3 separate regions of the Mus musculus genome follow, and regions 1 and 3 are each linked to region 2. A link is a contact called in public ChIA-PET and promoter capture Hi-C data. All regions are on one chromosome and are shown on one strand. The core of a region is the stretch at or near the end of the contact, and the rest is flanking DNA. Distances in the headings are between cores, read along the strand shown.

The links. ChIA-PET counts read pairs in DNA pulled down with a chosen protein or histone mark. Capture Hi-C pulls out chosen DNA fragments and counts their contacts.
Region 1: a promoter capture Hi-C map of liver shows a contact between it and region 2. The contact joins the promoter of Traf3ip1 here to the promoter of Scly in region 2. A contact is called at or near these places in 2 of 39 promoter capture datasets (hematopoietic stem and progenitor cells and pre-B cells), 2 of 484 Hi-C or Micro-C datasets (B cells and nephron progenitors), 2 of 115 datasets of contacts at active chromatin or transcription factors (memory CD8 T cells and pancreatic cancer cells) and 3 of 9 other capture datasets (adipose tissue, liver and pancreatic islet).
Region 3: a contact with region 2 is called in an RNA polymerase II ChIA-PET map of memory CD8 T cells, with 143 read pairs. The contact joins the enhancer-like site here to the promoter of Scly in region 2. A contact is called at or near these places in 2 of 39 promoter capture datasets (hippocampal neurons and pre-B cells), 5 of 484 Hi-C or Micro-C datasets (B cells, CD4 T cells, the G1E-ER4 cell line and 2 more), 4 of 115 datasets of contacts at active chromatin or transcription factors (bone marrow-derived macrophages, memory CD8 T cells, pancreatic cancer cells and 1 more) and 2 of 9 other capture datasets (adipose tissue and liver).

What each region holds. Positions count from the first base shown.
Region 1 is chr1:91,493,175-91,496,956 of GRCm38.p6, reverse strand. It overlaps Traf3ip1 (TRAF3 interacting protein 1), which reads right to left and starts at 2,289. Exons shown (of 15, transcript NM_028718.2): 1 at 2,069-2,289. The coding sequence starts at 2,191.
Region 2 is chr1:91,297,052-91,301,331 of GRCm38.p6, reverse strand. Scly (selenocysteine lyase) reads right to left here and starts at 2,994. Exons shown (of 12, transcript NM_016717.3): 1 at 2,884-2,994; 2 at 692-804. The coding sequence starts at 2,936. It also overlaps the pseudogene Gm7785.
Region 3 is chr1:91,097,154-91,101,311 of GRCm38.p6, reverse strand. Lrrfip1 (leucine rich repeat (in FLII) interacting protein 1) reads right to left here. Exons shown (of 25, transcript NM_001310732.1): 13 at 700-735; 14 at 2-127. Among named protein-coding and RNA genes, the nearest start is that of Lrrfip1, 46 kb to the right of the region's middle. Within about 2 kb of position 2,196, at least 105 of the 459 cell types and tissues checked have an H3K27ac peak or open chromatin away from gene starts, as enhancers often do. A contact at or near this core is called in B cells, bone marrow-derived macrophages, liver and 2 more, where this site is marked.

The DNA of each region.
Region 1 (3,782 bases), core at 1,040-3,539, 200 kb before region 2:
GGCAACATCGTTCTAGTCATTAATTAATCTAGAAGAGTCCATCTCACAACAAACTTCAGGAGAAACATATTGCTGGGCTGGGCTTTTTTTTTAGGAGACAGCTGGCTGGCACACAGACCACCAGAGCATCCCAATCTAACACTCCTGAAACTGACTTTGCTCAGGTTTCCCCAAGACACTGGCAGTTTAAATTGTGAGCAGCAACTGTGACAAGAGACATTTGTGTCTGAATGTCAGCTTAATGAAGAAACAGCTGTAGCTACCTCATGGAAGAGACTTGAATGCAGTATTCAGGGACAGTAAAGAACCTTCAGGGAGGCTCTCTACCTCTGCTCTGAAAAAACTTCCAAGTACATCAACTCTGACAGCCTTCCTTATCAAGGAGGTGACAGCTAATGTACGTACCTTCATACCAAAACAGACCGGCTTCACCACTGGATCCAGTAAAGTCTAAAAGAAAAGCAGCCCTCACTCCTCACCTGTCTACCTGTCAACAGTCATCTCCCACTTCTTTCCTCTTCCCTCCCATAAGCCCCACTCCGTTCCTGAGTGATCTGAGGCTGAGTAGCACTCCCCGTAAGCCATGGGCTGAGGGTACTAACAGAATAAAAACACAGGCCTAGCAGTCTCCACTGTGATAGGCCGGTGCCATGATGCCTGAGTCTTCTTGACTCCTTCACTGTTGAAGAGTGGCAACTGCCTGCTTCCCAGGGCTCTCCACACCACCAGTCCCTTCCTCAGACCTTCCAGGATAGGCTACAAACGCCTCACAGACTGGGAGAGGAGACTACCAGGCGGCAGAGCACCTTGGGATGTGGGTGGATTCCTGAGCATTTCTGGACACATGTAAGATTAACAGACAGGGCCATGTTCCGAGACAGTACCTATTACAAGCTAAGGTAGGAGGGCCAAATGAGTAACGAGAAGGGTAGACTACAGTGCTCAACCTACTGAGACGAGAAAGTCTGAGGGTCAACACTGGGAGAGACCTTGAGCTCTGGACTTCTAAGTCCCAACCATACCCCAAGTTCCACAGCACCTTCTGGAGTACCATGCCCATTCTGTGTACCCCCTGCAGTGACACTCTTGGGGTTACCAAGAGCCCAGACAGACTCCACACAATTGTAACTGTTGTACAATGTTATGTACCTCATCCAATGCAGCTTCCTGGAGACTCACTAACAAATAGAAGACAAGCTCTAAAGAGACATAATGGTAAGTGCTGCAGGTTGGGAGAAGTAAAGTAAGGCAGGTCCCAAGACCTAGTGGGCCTGGGAACCTAACATGGAAGGCACCACTGAATGCTCAGAAGGTCCCAGACAAGGACCTGCACCCTACCCAGGCCTCAAGTATAAGCACAGCCCAATTCCAGAGCCCCAACATACCTCCAGCTCCTAACAGCAACTTGACCCTGAGCCTAGACCCTGTCCCGAGGCTCACACTCAATAAACCGATGTCAGCCCGGGCCTCTACCTCCTCTCAGCCTCACCTTCTGGCTCCAGCACCCTAACCCACAGACCTAGACTCTGACCCGGGCCTTCTATCTCCACCCAAACCACTAGACCAGCACCCGCTACTCTACCCTGACTCCAACTGGAACCTAACCCTGACCCTCACCTGGACCTGGACCTGCACCTCCACCCCTCAACGCACTCTCAATCCAATCAGCACTCGGAGCCACACAGACCTTACCATTGACCCTGATCCTCACCTTCATCTGAGACTAATCCTCATTTCGACCCAAACCCTGATTGGCATCCTACAACGCCCCTCACACTACCCGGTCCCTCAACGCGATCCTCACGCTACCTGGTCACTCGCCTTGATCCGGCCCTAATTCTGACTCTCACCCCGAAACGAATCCTACTCAGACGCGCATCCTACCTCGACTCTCACCCTACCCGGACCCTCACTCCGACACTCGCTCGGTCCCGCACTTAACCATAACCTTCAACACCGTTACCCCAACCCTCAACCCGTCCCGCCACTACCCGGACCCTTAACCCGTTCCGCACTCTACCCCTACCCTCACCCCACCTCAACCTGACGCGCACCAGCCCGCGCCTACCTCGGTGATGATGTCGTGCAGGTAGCGGAACGGTGGCTTGTTGAGCAGCTTCTCGGTGAGCGGCGGCCTCCGGATCACCTTGCCCAGAGCCTCCTGCGTCCGCCGCACCACTGCGGCGTTCATGGCGCTGCCGCCCGCGACCGCTCGCGCCCCTCCTCGCGCGCCGCGCCTCTGCCCGGTGCCCCGAGATGCCCGCCGTCCCGGCGCGCCGGTCTCCCATCCCACAGTGCACCGCAGCTCGCCACCGCGCTTGCGCGTGCCACCAGCACCCGGTCTCTAGGGCCGCGCGGCCTTGGCAACGGACGCGCGCCCGGCCCCGCCCATCCCCTCCGGCCTCTCTAGCTGCTCTGGAGGACACACGCGCTCCGCCTCTGTGGCTGCTTGAACCTGAGCCTGCTCCGCCAACCCGGCGCACCATAGGGCGCTGCACAGCACTGCCCAGAGACCTGGCATTCTGAGTGAGAAAAGAGCGACCATTTGATATTTCTAAGGAGAGCATTTACAGTAACACCCACCAGGAAAATAACACTTCACATAAACTTGGAAAAGGACTTGACTCCTTTCATCCCTTCATTCCTGTTCCCTGCCCAGCATCCCCTGCCTTAGGTAATCTTTAAGATGGTGCCAAGGGGAAGGGTTGTGTCCTTCCACATTTTCTGTGCTCTTGGTTCACCAGAGCGGGCACAAAACTGTGAAGGAGCTAGGCCCTTAGGCTAGGATGCTGCAGCTTTCTGCTACACACACACACACACACACACACACACACACACTTACTTCCCACCTCACCCTCACCACCACCCGAGGCTATGCAGGAGATGCTTCTACTGGATCAGGTGTTGCTGCTGTGCCTGAGGTCTGGAGCTCCTCTGCCCAAACTGGCAGAACCCCAACTAGAACATTGCCCCTGATCTCTCTACCATGGCTACACCCCGAGAGCCAGAATCTTCTTTAAGAGCCCTCTCACTCTGAGCCCCAGCTGGAGTTGGTCTCTGGGGGAGTTCAGAGAGCAGAATTCAGAGAGCAGAAGTCCTGTCTCTAAACACCGCCCCTAAGAACATACCCACCTAGCTCCTACCCTAGAAAGTTCACTCTGAGCAGAATCGTGATGTAGGTGTGGAATGAAAGCTGGAGCCAGCAACTGGCTTGTTTGTGATGCTGGACCAGGTGGTAGGAACTCAGGGTTTTACTTGGAAGATACCTCTGACCTTGGGAATTCTACTGAGGACCTGGAGCCTATGCCATACAACAAAGCGAAGATGATGCTTTATCCTCTCACAGCTTGTGGAGGAGGGCAGAACAGTAAGTGGATCCAAGAACACACACACACACACACACACACACACACACACACACACACACACACGAAGGCCAGAGTACAGTTTTGGCTGCCTTTAGGAGGGCTAACCAACCAGAAGATCTTCAGTCTATCTGGGTATCAAAGTTTTTTAGAAGATCCAGGACAGCAAGTATTGTCAACCAACCCTCTGGGGACTGACCTAGGGGAGGTAACTTTGAAGAGTATAGTTCTATCTTCCAGAGTCTCACCCCTGCCTTTGGTTCAGCCTACCCACCCCCATACTGAAGAAAGACATTCTTCAGTGGACAACATTCTGGTCACCAACGAAGCGGGTCCCAGAAGATATAAGCAATTCCTGGCTTCAAGAAAGATATCTGGAACCCAGACCTCCCCAGAGGAAGGATGCAGAGGCCAGCA
Region 2 (4,280 bases), core at 1,745-4,244:
GGAGAAAATGTGGAATGCTGTCTTTTTGACTACTGACTTGAAGCAAATTATCATCCAAAAATGCAAAAATTTAAAACTCTACACCACAAAGGCAAACTAGAAAGAAGTAAGAATATAATTATAAGCCTGGCAGTGGTGGCACATGCCTTTAATCCCAGCCTGTGGGATGTGTAGTTCCTAGCTAGGATATCATACAGGGACAGAAGACTTTAAGAATCAAGTCAGGTATATAATTGTAACATGATGCTAATTTACATAGAAGACACTATGTAGACTTTAGTGACACAATGCTTAAAGATTAGAACGTAATTATTTTGTTTCCATTTTTCTAAAGTGTGCTTAAAAAAAAACTCTTGGGAATTCTGTTAAGCAATATAGGCATTGTACTAACTTTAAAGTTGAAAGAAAAATGAAAGTCCACCCCATTCCCAAACAAAACCATCTCATGTAAGCATACACTTTATATACCCCCACCCATTTTTGTTTGTTTTTTATTTGAGACACGGATTCTCAGTTTAGGTAGCCCTGGCTGTCCAGGAACTCACTTTGTAGACCAGGCTGGCTTTGAACTCTGAGAGCAGTCTGCCTCTGAGTGCTGGGATTAAAGGCACATGCCACCAAGTCAGGTTAGTATACACTTTCTCTAAGAGGCTTCTGGTTCCCTTTATTGTCATGGATTCTTCTAGATTACCTGACACATAGGAGCTGCTGGGGTTTCCCCAGGCTTCCTTCATGGCCTCTGTCACAGCCTGGATGACTTCGGGCTCTAGAGGTGTGGTGGCATTATAGTCCATATAGACCTTCCTGGAAGAGAGAATAGCCTGTAAAGTTTGGGGAGGCAGAGTATAGCAGCAATACTCTTTTGGGGGACCACAGTGAGGGTCTTCTGCATCTAGAGTGAAGGCCCAGGTAGGCTATTAGACCTCAGCTCTCCATGTTCTCCCTCCTGATGGGAGACACCATGGTTTCCAGTCACCCAGTAGCTGCCCCATACAAGATGGCCATAATCTCCCCTAGCATGAGGCTGACTGATGGCTGGAGGCCAGAGATGCGGCCCAACTCCAGGAAGGGAGGGAGGAAGGATCTGCCAATGGCTGGGGAGTCCCACATTCCCCTGGGTAATTTCCCAACAACTTGGAGCCATCTGCCCCTTCCAGTCCTCCAGGAACTGCCTCTAGGAAGGAGCTTTGTACTCATCTTTGCTGGAGGCTTCCCAGGGCTATGGCTGTCCCCTCCCTGGCTTTTACTGGGCAGGTCTCTCCCTGGGGCAACTTGCATTTTCAGTTTTTCTTGCCCCACCCCCACTCTACCTAAACTTTTTAAAGTCTGTGCTTCAGCAGATCTGTTTGGATGAGGCTCCAGGGTTCGATTGGAAACTGTAGGCCGCACGCAGCCTGGCCCTCTTCCTTCCCTCCCTCCCTCCCTGTCTTCCGCTGTGGACCCATTCATCATCTGACCCAAGAGTCACATGCTTAGTGTCCTCTCTAGGGAGCAAGTGATGAGCAGCTCCAGGAACAAGCAGGCTTTGTCTTCCTATGTAGGAACTTCATCCACAGGACACAGAGTTCAAAGCCCCAGAGACCCTCCCTAAGGAGAGTTATCTGCTTGTGTTCTCACCAGGGTCCCAGACCTTCGGAAATCTCTATGGTAGGCAATCGGGCCTGAAAACAGTCATTATTTCACTTGGTTTTACATCAAACCAGTGTTCAAGCCGATGCAGTGGTGAGCCAGCACACACTGCCCAACTATGTCCAGGGGAGCACGGCAGAACAGGCAGGAAGAAGCTTTCATCTCCTATCTTTGCTTTAAGTGCCACGCAGTCACCTGATCTTGCAAGGCTGGGCTTTGTAATGTGGACCTACCTGACCACCCTGGGGCTGGAATTCCCATTGCCGCAGGCTTTGCCTGTGTCCCAAGTCTGTTCCTTCCTAGAAATAAAGAGCCCCCAAAGTGCTGCACACCCATAGGCCTGCCAAGTGACTGGTTTTCCCATCTATAGCTTGGCCGAACTGGTTTATGGTTTGCATTTTATCAGCGATTGACTCTGTTATTAGCGGGCTTCCTAGAGAAAGTGAAACTGCTTAATAAACGTCTGGTATAGGCTCAAGCCACCAGGCTTAGGCCTTTATGAGACAGGTTCTCACTGTGTGATCCAAGCTGGCCTCCAAATCACAATCCTCCTGTCCTCAGTGTTGGGATTATAGGCAAGTTCCACCATATCGGAGAAGGCAGGAGTAGCCTGGACTACATATCGAGGCCTTATGGGGCTGAGGTGGAGGAGGGACCGGGGGTAAAAGAGAAAAGAGAAAGAAGAAAAAAATGAGATGGGGATGGAGAGGGGGCTTCTGGTATAACACATTCCTGGGTGGGAGAAGGCTGAGCCAGGACCTCCGGTTCCTTGCGCGCCAGGGGAGGAGGTCCCACAGCCCAGTGGACAGCAAGAGAAGGCAGGTCTCCCCCACTGTCCTGGTGCTCCTAGGGTTCCCGCCCCAAAGCCCACTTTAAACCTTCGGGTGGTCAAATGGGCCCCAAAGTCCCGTCCCCCCCCCCCGTTCCCCCCCGTCCCACAGCCACGCCATCCTAGACTCTAAGCAGCGGCGATTCTTGTAAAACGCAGATAATCGCGATTCGGCTGCCAGTTCCAACCTCCAGGAAGAGCCCATTCCCTGGGAAGAAGCCCGAAACGCGGGAGGATGATGTGGCCACACTCGGCACAGTTGTCACCCGTGGGCCCCCTTCTGCCCTCAGCTTGGGCGGTAGCCTGTTCTCTCCCGGTTCCTGTGGCCGGACGCTTCTGCGTGTCCCTTCCTCCCGCCTCACCATACACTCACTGAGGTCCCCCAGGTGTCCCTAGGCCCTGCGGGCTCCTTGAAGGGAGCGCACCTGTCGGGTAGGCTCTCCACACTGCCCAGCGCGCCATTTCGCGCCGCGTCCATCCCCCTGATCGCCGGCAGGTCACCCCAAGCCTGAGCGCCCCGAAGTCTCTGAATGGGCGGAGCCTCGGGTCCCGGAGTATCCGCATTGGCTGCGCTTCGCGCTTTGGCCAATCTGTGAGCCGCACGGGCCCTGCCTCCGCCCCTGACTGGTTGATTGGTCATGTGGGGTCAGGTGGCAGTGGGACGGAGCTGGAGACTACCTTAGTAGGGCCACCGCGCTGCCGGTCCTATCTAACCGGTCATCGGCAAAGCGCGCGCCGCTCATGGCGAGTCATCTGGGTGCTCCAGCTACTGGCACCGTGCTCTGGGAGCCCACCTCCCTGGGCTGTCACTAGTGACAGAAGGACCAGTGACTTCACCGGTCGCCGCAAAGTTCATGGAAGTAAAAGTGTTAGGATGCGCGGTGCAATGAGAGGCACCGCAGCAGCCAAGACTGAGCGCCTGGAAGGGTTGGCGGCTAGTGCTCGCTGGACATAGGATACCCCACATCCGCCTTCGCGAATGATTTAATTGCCTGAAATTAGGAAGTTATGTGTTGATACTTTTGAGGCGATCTAGATCAGAGGTGAGCTAAGCAGGGCTGTTAAAATTATGGAAGGTTATAGTCACTAGGCATGCACATGGTGCTCGTATGTAAGTGCAGACAGACGCATAAACAGACTCATACACATAAAAATCTTTTTTTAAACAATTGAAAGGCGTGAAGCAGGACAGTAGTAGTACTGGCCTTTCATCCCAGCCCTCCAGAGGCATAAGCTGGCCAATCTCTGTGAGTTCGAGGCCAGCCTGGTCTACAAAGTGAGTTCTGAACGTGTGTTTTATTTTTTATTTTTCAAGTATAATGCTAACTTTATTGTAAAATGAGATTCTCTGGGTGAAGCATCAGCAACACTAGTCCTGCCTGCCATTATGTGGATGAAAACAGCTAGACTTCTGTCTGTCAGTGAGACAGTAACAAGCACTGGATAGACATTGTAAGAAAACGGTGAACATGGCAACCGCTAATGCAGAGTGAACATTACCCAGCATGAAGTCAGTGAAAAACTGAACATGACTCTCATTGTATGGATTGAAATAAGAAAAAGAATATGGTAATTTTACCCATTACACTTTGTAAAATCAGAGACATGAATTTATAAGCAGTGCCTTTAATAAAGACGGTAATTTAATTTCAAATAAATATATTTGCTTTCTATTCCTTTATCGTGTATTTTATTATGTTTCTAGCTGGCAAAACCCACCCGATTATTGAACTCAGTAATAACCCAATCCATGATGCTCCATCTGTCATACATCTAACTCACTTTACATACACTGCAAGTTCACATAGCATCCCTATAAACT
Region 3 (4,158 bases), core at 947-3,446, 200 kb after region 2:
CCTTGATTTCCCTGATGGATGCTTCGGTGTCCATGGAGATGGAGGTATCTCCACTCCCTCTCCGGGAGGAAGTCCCACCCAGAGATGCCAGTGTGGCTGCAGACAGGCTAGGCATGTTACGGGAGCCCTGGAATGGGGTGAAGATCAGATGTGATTAGGTAAAACCAAAATTACCAACGGGTTGAACATCTCAGAACCTTTTCTGTCAATGTTAGCTTCCACAGGTGATCATGTTTGTGTATGAGCATGTGTGTGAGGCACGGTGAGCTAGATGGCCAGCTGCAGTATTGGGGCTACAGGTCCGTGTGAACACACCGGCTTTTTACATGTGGGCTGGGGATTTGAACTCAAGCTGTCACTTTTGTGCAGCAATCACTTTATCCACTGAGCCATTTCTCTGGCCCCAGAGCACCCTTTTTTAAACTCAGTTTCTCTACTGGACTTCTGGCTAGTGATAAAGAGGGTTCATTCGGAGCTGTCTCACTGGTGTCTGGTTAGCCATGAGCTCTTCGCTGTCCCTCATATTTCAACTCATGATGGACTCCTTTGGGGATATAACATCATGTTGTGTGGCCCTCTTAGTAGCCTCTGTCATTCGATTACTTTATTAAGCACCAAGTAACTGGGTTCCTGTCAGCCTCACCCAAGACCATCTCGTTTCACAACTAAGCTAAGGCAGAGGCTTACAGAAATCCTTACCTTCTCAGCAAAGTCTTTGTCTGGTCTTTCTTCTACCTGTGGGGGAAATGGACAGCTGTCAAATATTACAAAGCACTGAATTACAACTCCTATGATCATTTCAAAGACCTGTATTGATCTGGAGATTGATGCTAAAAAACAAAAGAAACACAACAACAACAACAACAACAACAACAATAACAACAACAAAAAGTCCAAACCAACTGCACAAATCAAGAAACGCTAGCTTGTGCTATAATTTAAAAAGTAAAAAGAGAAACTCTTATTAAACTCTGGCTCTCCCCATCTTTCCTGCCTCTCTGGGGCCCTTCCTTCCCTCAGATAGAAGCCTCAGTGGGACTTGGAGCAGTCTAGGAGGCTGAGAGCAGTGTGCATTGGTGCTGGGTCCCAAGGGATGTACACACCTGGGGTAGAGGGTGTCTTGGGGACAGAGGCTGAGTCTGACTTAAGGACTATCCCTTCCTTTGCTCAACATCTACTATGAGACCAAGTTCCATTCCTGGGCCTCTGGGAAGTCAGTCACGCAGGCACCATGCTGAAACACCATCAGAACCTGCTGCCCTCTTAATGCCAAGTTCAGAAGTTCTTAGCTTTGACCCCAAGAGTTTTCACCAAAAGAGGAGTGACACTGCATCTCAGACTCACAGATATGAGTGGCCTGGGACTCTGTGGATACCTGTGCAGGTTTACAATGGTAACCACCATGCTCTGAGGTTACAGAGCACAGACAACATGAATAGCAAGTGAAAATGGTCACCAAACACAAGACCAGTGGGCACCTCCGATGCCCGTTTCTTTTCTAGGTGTGTCCCAAGTCTAACTAGCACATGGCAAGGACTCAGGGGCCCTGCTGCACAGACCAGTGGAGTCACAGCTAGCCACTGCTCATGTGTGGGGTTATTAGCAGGTGTGAAGTTCACACTGGCCTAACTGTACAATCTGGGGATGCTAAGGCAGGCCCCGATTGAGACAGTCATATCTCACTGTCTGCAGAGTTAAAGAGCCCTGCTCCATTTTCCTTGGGGGTGTGCACATGTATGAATGTTCACAACTGTGAACATGTGTATGCATTTACAGAATGGAAGAGCCCTGCTCCCCTCTCCTTGGGTATGTATTCGTGTATGCATGTTCATGTTTGGGAGCACGTGTGTGCATGTGGAGGCCTCAAAAAAAGCCAATAGAGAGAAAAATATAGTTTGTATGTCCCATAGTTTTTTTTTTTTTTAAAGTCTTTGCTCTAACATAGATAGTTAATGCAGAATACGAAAACTTGGGGTGGGGATATAGAGACCATGTGGAGAAAAATCTAAAACTGTGTTCCTGCTCTCAACACAGATACATGAAATGTACCCTTCAGCATATAGTGCATCTAGTTTTGTCTTCAAATTGACAAAGTGCATCTATTTGTCAGCCTTTTTGAAACAGCCAGGGGCCCCAAAGGGCCCCAACAGGTCTGCTATTCCCGCTGGCTCCACTAGATGGCGGTCTAGCCTGGTCTGTCTATGGTTAGGTTGGCCTCAGGTCAGGCCCAGAAAGCAGACAGCTGTACCCTTTTCAGAAAGCCCCAGACACAAAGGGACAGATAAGTAACCCAGACGGAATGCTTCACTCTGAGCATGTCACTGCCCCTCTGAAAATAACAGACAGCACACATTCACGGCTGTTCCGTGACCGGTGTGAAGGCTGCCATGGAGACAAGGCCACCAAAGGTGGCCACAGAAGGGTGGAGCTCAAGGGCTGCTGTTGGCCACAGCAGGCACAAGGGACAAGCAAGTCATAGGACTCTTGTGACCCACTGAGTTGTTCTATCACCATTCCCCAGTTCTCCGCAGTTGAGAGTAATGCCCCACTAACAGGATTCCAGATGGCACAGTCTTTTATCATTGCCACTAAGTGTATTCAAAGACATCTAAAATTTACCAGGCATGGTGGCACATGCCTGTAATTCTAACATGTGAGAGGTTGGGGAAGAAAGGTTTGACTCTGAGGCCATGCTTGGCCCCAGAGCAAGAACTAGTCTCAATTTTCTTCCTCTAAATTTTTTTTTCCTCCTAAAAACAAGTCCCTTCTAAGAAACTTCAATGGGAGCAAAGACTCCTTCCCTTCTAAAACCAAGTCCTCTACAGGAAGACGGTAGCACAGTGAGTCCAGTCCGCACCATCTCAGTGGGTTTCTGATGAGAATCACATGATGACATTTTAAACATCAGCTTGCATGTCACCATTAGAAGGTAGAGAGACCCAAGAAAGAGCTGGGTATGAGAGAACCTAGCCTCATGGTCCCAGCTCCCAGGTGGGCCACAGCAAGACCCTGGAAAGCAAACAGGCTCCCATTGCAACGACCCTCTCAAAACAAGGGACACAGCAAACCCTGCTCAGGGAGCACCGGTTTTAAGGACCAATTCCCTTCGAATGCAGGTAACAGTGGGGCTTACTGTTGGAGTGGGGATTTTTGGTTTTATTGTGTATTATTTATTTGGGGTATGTGTGCATGACATGACACATGTTGGGGAGGGGTCAGAGGGCAACTAGTGGGGCTTGGTCTCCCCTTCTATGTGAGACTTTGGGTTCAGACTCATCAGGCGTGACAGTAAGTACCTTTACCCACTAAGCCATCACACTGGCCCTAATTCTATTTTTAAGACAGAGTTTACGGGATTGAGAGTAGCCTGAGATTCACTGCGTTGCCCAAGGTAGCCTTGAAATCAGGCTTCACCTTTCTCAGCCTCTCTAGTATTGGGATTACCATTATGAGCCACCATACTTGGTGGACCATAGGTTTTAGATCCAATCTCGTACCCATAGGTGCAAGCTTGCTCTCCACCTGGACCCTGCCTTGCCTCTTTAGACAACATGAATCACGGGGGCGGGGGTGGGGGGTGGGGGGGTGGGGGTGTCTTTGTTTTCAAATTCGAATGGGCAGACAGCTAGCTCAGCACTTTTCTATGAGTACACAAGACAGCAAGTCCTGGCTCCACCCGAGACATTCCTGAAGGATGCTTCAGATCTGTGGAAGCTCTCTTGGATTCCAGTGGGCTGTAGGGCTTAGATGAGGAGGATGCCCTAGGTGTCACCTGGCTCTGCTTGGCTGTGGTTCAAGCCTAGATCCTCTAACCCCAGCTTCTGCCTCTCTCCACGCACCTGCCCTCATGGCTCGTGCAGGTGCAACTGATGTTTATGTTATTTATTTGATGAACATCTTCTAGCCCAGTCTGTGTATCCCATGAAGGGCGAGGGCAGGTTTGCATTGCCTAACACTGTTGACTCATGACCAGACTATTCTAGGTGCTCAATTAACATGAGAAAAATATGGGGGGGGGGTGCGCGCGCATGTGTGCACTTCCTACATTTCTTTCTGTGGCTTTCCAACCAAAAGCAACTTGGGAAGGAAAAGCTTTATCTGGCTTGCACCCCCCAGGACACAGTCTGCCATAGAGGGGGCACCAGGGCAGGAACTTGG